Linked DNA regions of Mus musculus: region 1 is linked to region 2. Evidence: chromatin contacts called from public ChIA-PET data. All regions are on one chromosome and are shown on one strand. Each heading gives the region's core, a stretch centred on a gene start, on an enhancer-like site or on the middle of the called end of the contact. The rest is flanking DNA. Distances are from core to core; before and after follow the strand shown.

What was found. ChIA-PET counts read pairs in DNA pulled down with a chosen protein or histone mark.
Region 1: an RNA polymerase II ChIA-PET map of memory CD8 T cells shows a contact between it and region 2, with 5 read pairs. The contact joins two enhancer-like sites. A contact is called at or near these places in 2 of 115 datasets of contacts at active chromatin or transcription factors (bone marrow-derived macrophages and memory CD8 T cells).

What each region holds. Positions count from the first base shown.
Region 1 is chr7:29,023,988-29,026,723 of GRCm38.p6, reverse strand. Ryr1 (ryanodine receptor 1, skeletal muscle) reads left to right here. Exons shown (of 106, transcript NM_009109.2): 90 at 2,380-2,721. Among named protein-coding and RNA genes, the nearest start is that of Gm38979, 4.2 kb to the left of the region's middle. Within about 2 kb of position 1,368, at least 70 of the 459 cell types and tissues checked have an H3K27ac peak or open chromatin away from gene starts, as enhancers often do. A contact at or near this core is called in memory CD8 T cells, where this site is marked.
Region 2 is chr7:28,675,731-28,678,606 of GRCm38.p6, reverse strand. No RefSeq gene overlaps it. Among named protein-coding and RNA genes, the nearest start is that of Fbxo27, 16 kb to the left of the region's middle. Within about 2 kb of position 1,271, at least 44 of the 459 cell types and tissues checked have an H3K27ac peak or open chromatin away from gene starts, as enhancers often do. A contact at or near this core is called in memory CD8 T cells, where this site is marked.

The sequences.
Region 1 (2,736 bases), core at 119-2,618, 350 kb before region 2:
AGGCAGAGTCTCGGAGGGGAGTGGCAGGCTGGTGGGGCCTCGGGGTGGCTGGCAGGACCTGGGGGCAGATGGCGGGGCCTAGGGACAGCGAGTGGGCTTTGGCATTTAATGTGTATGGTACGCAGTCAAGGGAGGTTCTGAGCAGAGGGCTCAGACCTGGAGCAGGTTTTTTCAGAGTCCCTCCCACTTTGCGTAGAGATAGGGGTGCCTCGGGGAGTCCCCTGTGATGGTGGGAGACAGAGGACGCGGGACCACAGGGAGAGAGAAGACACGAATGGGCCCTGCATCTGTTCTGAAAGCAGAGCTGAGAGTTCTGCTGAGGAATCTGATGTGGGCAATAAGACAAGAGACAGCAAGCAGATATGACTCAGAGATTTTAACTTAGGCATGTTGGGTGGATGGGGGCTGCCACTTTTGAAATGCATAAGGCTGGGGAGCTGGGGCAGTTTGCCTTCTAAAGTTCACTTCTGGATTCAAATGTGATCCTCCATGCCTGTAATCCCAGCACTCTGGAGGTAGAAACAAGAGGGTTGTCAAGAATCCAGGGCCAGCCTGGATAAAAAGTTGCAGGCTAGCCGAGGCTACATACATAGTAAAGACAAAATGTATCAAATGTCACATGGGTCAAGATTCTGGAATGTGGTCAGAGCCCAGATGGGACACCTGGCAATCATATGTGCACCGTGACATTGGAGCCTGAGATCCCAGTGTTATCTCATGGGAGGTGGAAAGCAAAAAAAGATGCAGCTCTCAGACCCGCCCACCCCACCCCACTCCAGCCGTTCCAGGTCTGGATGTGAAGGTGACTCCTGCGAAGCAGGTTGACTAACAGTGGCCAGAGAAGGTGTTACAAAAGAAGGCACATGTGTATGATGATCCCTGGGGCCCTGTGTGAGGCAGGTGCCACTCATCACGGGACGGAGGATGCGGCAGGGTGCATGATGAGAAGTTCCTGTGTGACTGAGTCCCCTTGCTCTGTGGTTTTAGAGCCTTTCATGATTTGCAAAGCCTGTTACTCATTTAGAAAGCATTTTGCAAAGCCCTTGGCTTTTCACAAAGGACAGCCCGGAGCCAGGAAATTTCGCTTCTGTTTATACCCCAGAGCTGCATCTCTCTGTCTGCATTCTGCAGCCCATCTGTAAGTCAAGCTGGAAGCCCACCTAGTAAAATATGACCAGCATCTTTCAGTATAAACAGAAGGCTGAGGACTGTTGCATAGCTAAAGTCAGAATTGAATTGCCTCTTGAAATTTTGTTTTGGTTTTTGGTGGTTTTTTTGTCTTTGTTTTGTTTTGCCCTGGGTTTGGTCCCAGAATTGCCTAAACTGGGCATGGTGCTGCATGCGTGTAATCCCAGCACTCAGAAGGCTGAGGCAGGAAGATTGGAATTTAAGGTCAGCTTTGGCTATGTAGTGAGTTTCAGGCCAGCCTGGCCTACATGACACTTTGTCTTAAAAAAAAAAAAAAAAAAGCAAAAGAAAGGAAACAAGACAAGACAAAAGATAACAAACAACAAGAAGCTAACATTGTGGCAAATGCCTTTGATCCCAGCACTCAGGGGGCAGAGGCAGGTCTGTAGTTAGATGCAGGCCTGGTCTACAATAATGGGTTCCCAGGCAGCCAAGGCTACATAAACCCTGTCTCAAAAAAGCAGGATCAAAATTATTTTTTAATTTAAAAAAACTCACCATTATTACCTGGGAGCGGTGGCGCACGCCTTTAATCCCAGTAACTAAGAGGCAGAGACAGGCGGATTTCTATGAGTTTGAGGCCAGCCTGGTCTACAAAGCAAGTTCCAGGGCAGCCAGGGCTACACAGAGTAATCCTATCTGGAAAAACCAACACCAACAATAAAACAAAACAAATACCATTATTTTACCAAGAGCATGGCGGCCTTTTACGTTTCTGTTTTGGGATCAGAGGCACGGACCTCCACACCTGTTTATACAGCACTGCAAACCCATCACGCATCTGGCATCTGAGGCAAGCATCCGACCAACGGAGCCTTTTGTCTTATTTTGTGGGATTTTATTGTGTTGTTGTTGTTGTTGTGATTGTTCTTGAAACAAAGTCTTACTATGTCATCCTGGCTGTCCTGGAACTCACTATGTAGACCAGGCTGGCCTGGAACTCTCATGGAGACTGGCCCTGAACCCGGCTGGCCTCGAACAACTCACAGAGATCGCTGCCTCTGCTTCTCAGGTGCTGGGATTAGAACAGTACACCCAAACTTTTGCAAGTAGTTGTTACTGATGCTGAGGCCCTTGAATTCACTCCCTCTCTCTCCTCCCCCTCATCCCCCCTCCCTCCCCTTTTCCTTCCCTGCTCCCCCTCTTCCTTTCCCTCCCCCTCTCTCTCACCTCTCCCACCCACCTCCACAGGCCATGGACAGCCAGAAGCAGTTCACTGGCCCAGAGATCCAGTTCCTGCTCTCGTGTTCCGAAGCAGATGAGAATGAGATGATCAACTGCGAAGAGTTTGCGAACCGCTTCCAGGAACCAGCACGGGACATTGGCTTCAACGTGGCGGTGCTGCTTACCAACCTGTCAGAGCATGTGCCCCACGACCCGCGCCTGCGCAACTTCCTGGAGCTGGCTGAGAGCATCCTGGAGTACTTCCGGCCTTACCTGGGCCGCATCGAAATCATGGGCGCATCGCGTCGCATAGAACGGATCTATTTTGAGATCTCAGAGACCAACCGTGCCCAGTGGGAGATGCCCCAGGTCAGTAGGCCTTGC
Region 2 (2,876 bases), core at 22-2,521:
TAAAGTTTTATAATATAATTGACAGATATGTGTTGCTGAAATAATATGTCCTCAGTGTTTCTTAGAACGAAAACAGTTTTTAAAGATTTGGGTATGGTTAATTTCAGTGTGTGATGATTTTTTTTTTATTTGCAACTTAAAAAAATAATTCTGTTTCTGGTTAACTGTTGTTGTTAACGGAAGCGGATCAACCCAGGATATGGGTTTTGTACTTAAAAGGTTACCTCGAGAAAGACTTGGGGCCACACTGGGACCCTGAGCACCCATCGCAGTCACCAGACCATTAATAAAGATTTTCTATTGGCTTAAACGCATGCTCAAGCAGTCTTCTCGGATTGGTACTCCACGACAGGTCCTTGGGACCCTGTCCCTCGGTCCTCTTCCTAACAAGTTCTATTATTTTTCTTTTCTTTTCTTTTTTGTTTTTGTTTTTTTGTTTTTTGAGACAGGGTTTCTCTGTATAGCCCTGACTGTCCTGGAACTCACTTTGTAGACCAGGCTGGCCTCGAACTCAGAAATCCGCCTGTCTCTGCCTCCCAAGTGCTGGGATTAAAGGCGTGCGCCACCACTGCCTTTTTCTTAATATAAAGCCGAAAAAGGAGATTTATTCAGTGTGGCCACATTTGGGAGAAGGACAAGTGACCCAGGGAAACTGTTTTGGGGCCCCTGAAGCGAGATTAAAATTTAAACAGAGGCCAGAGATCTGCGCTTTTGAGCAGTCTTCGTCAAGGTGTGGCGCAGCTGGGGCTGACACGGCCTTGCCTGTGCTTCAGGCTCTTCCTGGAAGGGGGTGGAATCTCTCCATGGAGACAAGGCTCCGCTCTGCCTAGGGCTTTTCCCTTCTTGCAGAAGGAGACTCCTGAGGAAATGTTCATTTCTCTGGGATCCAGTGTTTTTTAATGGTCTGACAGACTGAGAGACGCAAGGGTCTCATTAGAATACATTTATTCCTGCCAGAACAGAACAAGTCCCCACTTTTGGGGGTGGGGGTGGGGGTGGGGAGAGGTTCTCGCTGTCTTGGAATTGACTCTGTAGACCAGGCTAGCCTTGAACTTGCAGAGTTCTGCCTGCCTCTGCCTCCTCGGTGCTGGGATTAAAGGCCACATTGGCCAGCTGAATTCCTCACTTTCTATATGCCTATGTTGGGAACAAATGTAAACGGAATACAAGTAGGGATTAAGGGCTGAACCCGCAGTGTCAGGTGGTGAGCAAGCGGTGTTTCCATAACCGCTTGGCCCACCTCCCAGCTCAGCCCCTCCCACTCACCTGGGTTACGGACACTAGTTTAGATCATTTACAAGAGTTACCGCCTTTGTTCTCCGTTTCCTGTTTAAGGAAGTGAAGAATGTAGAAAAGATTGCAGGCTGCAAAAGATTTTAATCTAGAAATTCTCTAGTGGGACCTGTAGAGGTGTGGCTTGCTAGGGGTGTAGCATGGGTGGGGGTTTAAAAATATGTTTTTGTTTGTTTGTTTGTTTGTTTGTTTTTCTTGCCTCAGGACGCCTGCCTTTTTTCCAGGTGCGGATTGTAGGTCTTATAATTTTGGTCGTATGCATGATGAGTCATGTCTAGGCAGGAGCTGATCAGTAGAGGCTCTTCTCTCCTAGTATATACATGGACCTAGAACTGATTCAGGCTGCCTGGGCTCATGCTCTCTAGTACTAGATCTGATTGGTTGCAAATTAGTCACACAAGAGTTGCTGGGGAAGAATTGGGTCGGACTTTGCCAGGAAGGGATTGTGTGAAGGTGTGCACAGGGTGGGGGTGGCGTATCCCCAAGTTGCTAAACTATCTCTGCAATCTGTTGCTAGACTATCTCGGTCTCTGTCAACAGCACCCTTGCTGGCTCCCCTCTGCCGGCCCTAGTGGTAGCGACTAGGAATTAGATCGGCCCTGAGACCAGTCAGTCAGGATGGCACCCTGAGACCTCACCTTGGACTGTTGTAGCTGAGGACATTGACTTCCTAAAAACAATAGAGACAAGGCAACCTACTGTGAGCAGCTTGGCATTCACTTGGTCCCTCTTCCTCTTCCACACTCTTATCTAGATATGTTTTGTCTGTCTGTCTGTCTGTCTGTCTCTGTGAGGGTGTCAGATTCCCCTGGAATTGAAGTTACAGACAGTTGTGGGCTGCCATGTGGATGCTGGGAACTGAACCCGGGTCCTTTGGAAGAGCATCCAATGCTCTTAACCGCTGAGCCATCTCTTCAGCCCCTCACAACCCTTCCTTAAAACACCAAACAAAAAGTCAGAAACAGCAATCCACTTTTGTGATGTTCCCTACTGGACTGCTCGGGTAACCTGAGTTGTTACTGTGAGGCCCCGACTTAAAGTGTTTCTCCAGCCCCTGAACGGTCCCCAAGCTTGTATTCCCTGATCTCTAAAAATACAGCCAGAAAGAAGCTCTTTGTTCTTTATAGCCAGCAAAAAGCCTTTTTGTTTTTATACCTTACAACCAGAGATGCGATAATTGTAAAAAGACCTAGCCAGGCGCTTGCTTAGCTCCCTGTGCCAAGGACACGGAGATAAATTCCACAAAAGAAGAGCTACAACTCACTCCCTACTCCTCATGCCTTGTAATTTTACCAAGGACACCGGCCAGAGAAGAGCCGTAGCCAAACTCTTCCCAACTCCTCCCAATTCCTCACTTTTCCTTTAAAAGCTCCCTATTGTGACCGCTAGGGGTCGAACTCCCCTGCCCTGTGCAGCGCATGGACTTCATCCTCAGCTAGCTGACAATAAAGCCTCTTGCAATTTGCATCAGGTGTGGTTTTCTCTCGAGTATTTGAGCTGCCTGGCAGCTCATCCCGGGACTTGAGCCTAGGTCTTCCCAGTTTCGGGGGTCTTACATTACCTTGCTATGGCTCTCTGGAACT